Regions from separate parts of the Capra hircus genome. Here region 2 is linked to region 1. A link is a contact called in public Hi-C data. All regions are on one chromosome and are shown on one strand. Each heading gives the region's core, a stretch centred on a gene start, on an enhancer-like site or on the middle of the called end of the contact. The rest is flanking DNA. Distances are from core to core; before and after follow the strand shown. Region 1 overlaps YIPF1 (protein YIPF1). Region 2 holds the start of LRRC42 (leucine-rich repeat-containing protein 42).

Region 1 (4,582 bases), core at 913-3,412:
TGTGAATATACTTAATGCCACTGAATTGCACGCTTAAAAGTGGTTAAAATGGGACATTTTAGGTTATTTTAACAAAACAAAAGATAAAAAGACTATGTGGATTTATATGGACAGATGATTAGTTTTGAACCCTTATACAGGAAAATGGGCTGCAGGACCTACAGACAGGGGTCCAAGAACTCACAGTTAGCAACTGACAGCATTCCAAATAAGTCAAGCTATTCACCAACCTTTTCGGAATTCGGGCACATAGTGGTATGTCTTCTCTCCCAGATGGATTAAGAAGTTGGAAAGATTCCCACTGATTGCTATGGCAAAGACCAATGTGGCGCATATCCAAAAGGGGCCTGCAAAGCAAACCAGAAAACTCAGACAAGAAAATGATGAACCAGCCTCATGGAAGCAATGGAAAATGAAGTTTAGATGGAATCAGTATTTGTTAAGCGGGAATTTTCTTTTTAAAAAGTCAAATACACAACTCAGTAATTACCTGCCTCAAAGACAGTGGGGATTGAAACGCGCAAAACAAAACACCCTCCCCAATTAGGTGAATGAAGACACTGATTTGTTTATACGGCTCTTGTTGGAAGATCATCCAAAAAAATTCATGGACATTTTGTTAAAACTTCACAGGTTTACCAAACCTGTGGAGGATACCGGAAGCAAAGGTTACTTCCTTTACATAAGTATCAGATGTTAATGCCAGAGAAAAAAATAATTAAAATTATATAGGTCCTTTGCTGTCTAAATAGAAGAGCAGGGCAAGCTTTAGGAAACAGTTCATTTAATCTAACAAATCACCATGCGTGTCTGTATGTGAGTGCATATGTAAGGCTTTCTTTCTTCCTTTTCTTTTTTTTAATGAAAAAGTAATACACACACATAGTGCATTGTTCAAAAGGCACAAAAGGGGATATAGAGAAAATTAACCTTCTTTCCTCTCTGCTCCCTAGCTATTCATTCTCTTCCACAGAACTCACCACCATAACCAGTTTCTGGTGAACCCTGCCAGAGACTTCTATACACACAAAAGCAAATGCATATTTGTGTGTGTGCTTTAAAGAAATGCTAACATGCATATGTATTTTCACTTTATCATGTCCTGGAGATTCTACTATAGCTATTTATAAGTCACTTCAGTTGTGTCCGTCTCTATGCGACCCTATCGACTGTAGCCCACCAAGCTCCTCTGTCCACGGAATTCTCCAGGCAAGAATACTGTTGCGAGTTGTCATGCCCTCCTCCAGGGGATCTTCCCAACCCAGGGATTGAACCCACGTGTCTCATGTCTTCTGCATTGGGAGGCAGATTCTTTACCACTATCACCACCTGGGAAGCCCATAAAATTCAGCTTATTCTTTTTAATGATTATAAAATATTTCACTAAGTGAATGAGTACACCATGCTTTAGAAGCCCCTTTGATCATTTCCCTTGATTTCTTGACCATTCTTGTTTCTCCCCATCTAGAAAAAGGACTATTTGAACAAATACAATTTATAAATCTAGAGATTTTAATAGATTTTAAGAATTTCATTTTTCAATTTCAGTAATATTCTGTAGGGTTCTTTTCTTTTGGATAACCGTAGGCACCTTGACATATCACAAAATTAAGAAAATTACTGCGCTGGGGGAGATGACTGGCAGAAATGGATGAGCACTTTTTGAGGCCAAGTTGGTTCCTGAAGGTGGGAAAGGATTCACAACAAGCACTTGACTGGGAAGCTCCAAAGAGTCACCAACATCAGCTTCCCAAGTAGCACTGCTGACTCACTAGCCTGCGGGCGCTCTGTTACAGCCAAGGATCAGATGCTGTTCACTGCAGTACTCTGCATGCCTAGCACATAAACAGTGTAACAACAACCAAAAAAGAAAAAAAAAAACCACCCTTACAACCAGTAACAGTAATTTAAAAATCCCCCAAAGCTTTACTGAACAAATGAACAAAACTAACCATGTGTTATTGCTGGGCTGAGACCATCGAAGCAGGCGACCGCAAGTGATCAGAATACTAGCGTACTCGTAGACAGGAAGCAGAAGCTACCCTGTCAGCTGTTATTTACTAACTGCCTCCTTTCCTCTGGGCCCTGGTGCTGGGGACACAGCGATGTGTGACAGGCACAGTCACTGCCTCTGCTGCACTCAGGCACACAGGAGGCGTGGCCCCCAGAGACACACACCACCTGCTCCTCCCAAGCCTGCCACCAGGCTCCACACTGCCTTCTCTCTTGCTCATGCCTGCCAAATTCCTACCCCAATTACGGGGTGGGGTGGGAGGAAACGTCAACTTAGCTTGCGCTGTGCATTTTTATATTATCAAACATTTCTAACTGACAGAAAAGCCCAAAGAATGATAAAACAAACACTGGCGCACTCATCGTGCTTACTTTTCAAATCTTTCTAATGCTGCGGTACTACTCACATCCTTCTCCAACATGCTGCATCGACTACTGTTCTGAGATGTGTCCTTGCTGATGCTTATAGACCAAATCCATTTCTAAAACCTACAGAATTCTGGATATGAACACACCATATTTACTCTGGTCATTGCCAAATATTTGCTAATTACAAGCAATGAGGAGGCAATGAAGAATAACGCCCTTCTATATGTCTTCTTATTTATCTAGGAGGAGAACTGCTAAGCTGTAGGGCAGGAGCATCTTCAGACTGCTCCAATTTGTGGTACCAGTTACATACCCACCCACATTTTACACAAGGTCCCATGGCTCCATATCCTTGGCAACATTTGATACCAATGCTTATGAAAAGCTGAGTTATCGCTCCTCTCTGTTTAGACCCTTCAGTGGCATCTCATTCAAGCTAAAGCCCAAGTCTTTACTTGCTTCCAAGACCCTACATGTATCCCTCCACACTGCCCTCTGACCTCATCTACGAGACGCCCTTGTTCGCTCCAGCCCATTCACACTAGTGTCTTCACTGTCCTTTGAGCACATGAGGCAAGTTCCTGCCTCAAGGCCTTCGTACATGCTGAGCTCTCTCTTCCATTTATTTACTTGGCTGTGCTGGGTCATAGTTACGGATGCGGGATCTAATTCACTGCACAGGGATCAAAGTGGGGCCCCTGCATTGGGAGGACAAAGTCTCAGCCACTGGACCATCAGAGAGATCCCAGAACTCTCTTTTTCAAATGCTCTTCTCTGAGATACTTACTTGCATTGCTCCCAATTCCTTCAGGTGTTTACTCAGAATCCACCTTTTACATTTTTTAAAAGATTCAAATCCACCCACCTACATAAACATTTACGGTCTCTCTTCTCTGCTTTTAAACTTTTACCTTAGCATTTATCACTAGCATACTGTGTATTTTACCTATTTTCTTTGTCTATTGTTAAACTTAGATTATAAACTGCCTCTGAGCAGGGACTTTTGTCTGTTTTTATTACTGCTGTACCTCCAGCGCCTAGAATAGTGCGTGCTTCATATTTGTTAACTGAATGAATAAACGAAGACAAGCCAAGTTGTATGATGGCTAAATTGATGCACATAAATGATATCCTGTTTTAGTTTTTATTTCCCTGATTACAGGCATGTGCTAAGTCACCTCAGTGGTGTTTGACTCTTTGCGACCCTATGGACTGTCGCCCGCCAGGCTCCTCCATCCATGGGATTCTCCAGGCAATACTTGAGTTGCCATGCCCTCCTGCAGGAGACCTTCACAACCCAGGGATCGAATCTACATCTTGTAGGTGTCCTGCATTGGAAGGCAGGTTCTTTACCACTAGTGCCCCCTGGGAAGCCTTATTACAGGTGTAGCTAAGCATTTTTTTCATGTATTTATTGGCCATTCGGGTTTCCTTTTCTGTGAATTGCTTATTTTTTGCTAGAATTTATAATTGGTTTTACTCTTATAACCAGTAGGCACTCTACATGTATTCTTGATTTTATCTTTTGTGGGTTATGTGCTCTGAAATATTATCTTTGGTCGGTGGTTTATTTATTTTTCCTTGTTTATGGTTTATTTTGTGGTATAGAAATTTTAAATTTTGGTGTAAATGTAGTCAAATTCATTCATCTTTCCCTCAGATCCTGCAGACTGGCTCTTCTGTTATCTTGCTCCTAACCACCTTCCTCCAATCCACCCCAAGAGAAGGTCAGCCCTCTCTTCTAAAAAACTTTCTTTTTTCTAGTTGTACTTTTTTTTTTTTGGTTGCACTATGTGGCATGTGGGGTCTTCCCTGATCAGGGATCAAACCTGTGTTGCCTGCATTGGGAGTGCAGAGTTCTAACTACTGGACTGCCAGAGAAATCCTGTACTTTCTTTTTTTAAGCATGTCTGTGAGCTCATGAGGGCTTCCCCAGTGGCTCAGGTGGTAAAGAACCTGCCTGACAATGCAGGAGATGCGGGTTAGATTCCTGGGTCCAGAAGATGCCCGGGAGGAGGAAATGACAACCCATTCCAGTATTCTTGCCTGGAGAATCCTGTGGAGAGAAGAGCCTGTTGAGCTACAGTCTGTAGGGTCTCAAGGTATCAGACAAGACTTAGCGACTAGAACAACATGAATTTATGAGGCTGATAGTGCTGTGCAAAGAAGAATGTTTCAGGATCAAAGATGAGTGGAAAGG
Region 2 (4,582 bases), core at 666-3,165, 100 kb after region 1:
TATATCTAGCATTGATGTGTACGTAGTAGACGAATAAGGAAGGGAGTGTAATCTCCAAATGTTCAGTTTTGTTCTAACCTCACATTCTTACAACATAAGTTGTCTGAAGGAAGCAAACTTTAATACTAAACTAATTTCATACCTCCTATAGCCACCAATGGAGAAGGCAATGGCAACCCACTCCAGTACTCTTGCCTGGAGAATCCCATGGACGCAGGAGCCTGGTAGGCTACAGTCCATGGGGTCGCTGAGAGTCGGACACGACTGAGCGACTTCACTTTCACGCATTGGAGAAGGAAACGGCAACCCACTCCAGTACTCTTGCCTGGAGAATCCCAGGACTGCAGCCTACCAGGCTTCTCCGCTCATGGGATTCCGTCTGTTGGCTGCCGTCTATGGGGTCGCAGAGAGTCCGTCACAACTGACACGACTTACCAGCAGCAGCAGCAGCAGCAGGAGCAGAGCCACCAATATCCTTTCTTTTCCCTCTGTTGGGTGGAATTATTCAAATAACAAGTGGCAGAATTTGGGTTCACTTTAAAGCTTTTTGTTGTGGTTAACGAGAAAGTGGCAAACCAATCCCAAAGAACCCCAGAATACAGCTCAGCAGATATGCTGCTTCGCAACTCCAAAATGCAGGTTCAGGGTGTAGTCTAACTCCCCATCCTGGGAGGCCTTACTTAATTCATTAGTGTTCACTCAGGGCCTCAGTTCATTAAAGGCGGTGAACTCTGGGATGCCATCCTTTGCATTTTTCACATTCCCTCACCCTGGACTTCCCTGATGCCTATCCTCTAAACCCAGTGCCACTCAGCCACCCTTTCACCTCCAGTTCAAAGCCATTTCAAGACCTCCAAGAGCCCCAAACACATACTTTTGGACGCCCAGCCCCAATTACATAAAATACACGAGCCCATATCCTATTAATACAGTAAATACAACCCTTAAGTATACAGGTTACGTTTCAGTTGATAGGTTACATCTTGATACATTTATTAATTTCGATTCAGAATTGATTTCCCCTTTTGGGGGGTCAAAACATTTCTGCCTTCCAAAAAGTTCGTGGGCTGCCACTACTGTCTCCAGGACTCAGAAAACAGACCTGCGTCAGGCTTCCACCATCCGGGTCCCCTCAGCACCCGCCCGCCGTCCTCCGCCTCCTCTCCGCGCGTCTCCTCACAATAACCCGACACGCTCGGTTGCTCCCTCCCCCACCAGCATCCCCCTCCTACGACCTCGTCCAGCCAGGATCCCACCTCCCCCAGGGCTGGCCGCACCGCCCCGCTCGCCTCAGTTTCCGGTTAGCTCCAAGCTCGCAGAACGCGGGGAGTCAGGATCTCCCTACAGCCCCGCCTTCAGCCCCGCCCCCTCTGCCCCCTCTCCCCTCTCCGCAGGCCTCCAAGGAGTTCGAGGGCGAGCAAGTCCTATTCCCGGCTCTTCGCCCCACCCCGCCCACAGGCTCCGCCCGCCCCCGCCCCACCCTGGGCTGCGTGCCGGCCCCCAGCCCCGCCCCAGCCCCGCCCCCTCTCGCCTAGCCGTCGAAATTTGGTCGCGTACAGCTGTACTCCCGCCTCCTACGCCCCACCTCCCCTGCAGGCCCCGCCCCAGGCCCCGCCCCCATCGTCTTCACCGCGCGGGGTGCGCTCCGTAGCCCCGCCCAAGGGCCTTCACTAGGCAAGGGCCTTTTCCGAGGCATGGGCCTTTCCCGAGGCAAGGGTCGGAGCACGCGTAACCTTCCCTCCCCGAGCAAAGCTAGATCCCTGGGGCCTGTGAGACCCACGGGACCCGCCGTCGCGCAAGCACGCACGCGCACTCCTCGTATCTCCAGCTAGGAGCCTTCGGTCCTCGGGTCGCCGGCCTTGGGCCCGGCCCCGCCTCCAAGCCCGACCCCGCCCCTCATGCCGGGTCTCGCGCAGGCGCACCTCCCTTGCCCAGTCTTCCCGCCCCCCCCCGCCCCCGCCGGCCCCGCGCTCTCACGGCGCCAGGTCGCCCCCAGCCCCCGCCTTACTCCCTCCCACTCAGCGTCCCACCCTCCCTAGCTTTGTGCCGGGGGCGCGGAACCGCTTCCCCGCCTCAGCCGCGCGGCAGGAGGAGGGAGCCGCCACAGAGGAGCTGCCGCTGGCTGCCCCAGAGAGGGGCACAGGTAGGCGGCGGCCGCGGGCTGGGCCGCTCACGGATCCCGGGGCTGCGAGTGGGGGCGGGTGTGTGGTTTGAGGGAGGGGTGGGAGAGGGGAGGGGAGCACCGAGAGGGTCGGGGCTGGGGTGTGGTTGGGTGAATGGTGTGAGGGTGAGGATCTAAGGGTGTCAGAGATGGGTTTAAGGGTGGAGTTGATGCTGGACTAGGGTATGGGTCGTGTGAGAATTGAGGTTCTTTCGGGGCCTGGGTGGGAAGAGGGAGCAGGATTAGCTTGGGTGCACTTGGGGAGGGTCACGCCTGGGAATTTAGAGAGAAATGGAGAATTGTAGTACTGGGGAGGGGGAGAGGGAAGGGGATTTGAGGGGTGCTAGGAGTAAAGGATCTAGGCTTGGAATAAGAGAGAGGGTGGGGTTTGGGGGCAGGGGAGAAAAGTTGGGGCTGTGGACTGTGAAGTTGGACATTGAGTCGTGAAGGAAGGAGATTTTGAAGGTTGAGGGCAGAAGAGGAGGGAAAAGATGGAGAGTTTGGAGTCCCAGGAGAGGGAATCTCAGAGAGTGGGAGGAAGGGAAGGCTACATGATAAAGGACAGAGAAAGAGTGCAGGGGGTTAGGGAGGGTGGGGGTGGAATGGTGCGGTGGAAGAAGGGAGAGCCAGGTGGAGGTGTGATTGGATCTGGGCCACCGGGAGCCACATTCAGAAGGATCATGGAAAGATTGGGAGGGCGTGAGGTTTGAGAGTTGAGGGCAGGGGAGTTGGGAGTGGGTGAAAGGAGAGGATTAGGATTTTTGGTGCAGAGATTGGATTTTGTGTGAGAAGCTCTACAGTTGGCAGGTAGAAAAACTGTCAGATATCAGGATGTAGGAGAGACTGGCCTCTCCTAAGAGGCAAATAAGGAGCTAGGTATGGGAGAGAAGGCAGGTGGGCAAGTGCAAGTTATAAAACAAAAGAAATGAATTGAGAATTGAATAATAGTGGTGATCCAGAACAATAAACCTAAGATTGTTACTTGGTCATTGGTGGTTTGGAACTAGTTTCCGTTCATGTTTTTATGTTTGCTTAAAAATGCTGCCTTTTCAAATAAACTGAGGGTGTCTGCAGCCTTGGGATGCAGGCCATGGGGTGGCAGATGCTTTCCTGGTGTGTGGACATGGGTAATTTCTGCCCTGGGAGAGGAGAGAGGGGAAGCCTCAGTGCAGCTACTGTCCTGGCTCAGTTCCCACCAACTCTTTGCTCAGATGGCCAGTTTTTTTTATCTCTGCCCTCTCTCAGCCACCCCCCTCCCCAGCTTGAGTCAGTGAATACCAGAGGGCTCAAACAGGTGGGTGAGATTAATTTTTAACATTTTTTTTAATCCTTAAAGCTGATGTCATATTTTTATTCTTGAGAGACAGCATCATGCAGTGGAAAGAGCTTGAGCTTTGGAGTGATACAGCTTTGAGATTGAATTCTGGCCCTGCCAGTTACTAGTTCTGTTTCTTAAGTAAGTTACTTTTAGTCTCTGAGCCCCTTTATTAAATGGTGAACCTTACCTCATAGGATTGTTGAGAATTGCATTTAATATAGTACCTAACCGTGCTTGGCAACTCAGTGGGAGCTATCACACCCACTATTATTATCATCATAGTCTTGCTATGGCTTATTATTTCTGAGAGATTGCTGTCTTACTTTACCTACTAAAATTAGGTGTTTTCTTCTTTTTCTTTTCAAATTGCATAACTGTAGGCTCAGCTCACAATTTTAATTGTCTCCTGTAGTCTGCTTCCCTGACTCCATCTTTCCAGTCCCCTCTACTGGATAGTCATGATTCTTGCTTGGTGAACTGGCTTCAAGTTCTAAAAAGTCATGTTTAGTTATCACTTATTTTATCTTGCCTCTTATTCGAAGAGGCAGTAGAGAACTGAATTTTTAATGTAGTAAGGCTACATTTTATTCATTTGATGAAATGACATGTTCATGGTAACTTTGGCTCATTTGTGGTGACCAAATACTAGAACATGTACTATTGTAGTAGTTTTCTGTGAGATTGTATGGGTTACAAAACCACCTCTCCAGAGGCAGGCTGGAAAACTATCAGAGGCTACTTTGTTATTCTGTTGCTCTAATATGAAATATAGCTAATACAGACTTTCACTGAACATTGTTATTCTTTCACATACTAATTACTTGAATTTTCCAGTTCGTGTAGGATTTTTGCCATGATATAGAACAGACTCTGTCTCCTGAGGGGCTCCCTTATAATAGACCATTCTGTATAATAGCCAGGAACAAGCAGAGCCAAGTTACAGAAACTTTGGGATTTTCTTGCCTTTTCAGTTCTTAACTTTGAAAGGCTTAAACATTAATATAATTCTTAGATCATTTTATGGTACCTCACAAGCTCTTAGGAAGCTTGCTCCTTGTTGGGAGCAAGATGCACAACTTTAGTAGTAAAAATCAAAGGTCCCT

The links. Hi-C and Micro-C count contacts between places; a contact is called where the count stands out from the background.
Region 2: a Hi-C map of blood shows a contact between it and region 1, with 1.6 times the contacts expected there. The contact joins the promoter of LRRC42 here to the enhancer-like site in region 1. A contact is called at or near these places in 4 of 5 Hi-C or Micro-C datasets (blood and liver).

The regions. Positions count from the first base shown.
Region 1 is chr3:28,433,944-28,438,525 of ARS1.2, forward strand. It overlaps YIPF1 (protein YIPF1), which reads right to left. Exons shown (of 10, transcript XM_005678389.3): 6 at 231-347. Among named protein-coding and RNA genes, the nearest start is that of YIPF1, 15 kb to the right of the region's middle. Within about 2 kb of position 2,163, at least 1 of the 5 cell types and tissues checked has an H3K27ac peak or open chromatin away from gene starts, as enhancers often do.
Region 2 is chr3:28,534,624-28,539,205 of ARS1.2, forward strand. LRRC42 (leucine-rich repeat-containing protein 42) reads left to right here and starts at 1,916. Exons shown (of 8, transcript XM_018044430.1): 1 at 1,916-2,143. It overlaps HSPB11 (intraflagellar transport protein 25 homolog), which reads right to left and starts at 1,868. Exons shown (of 7, transcript XM_018044395.1): 1 at 1,808-1,868.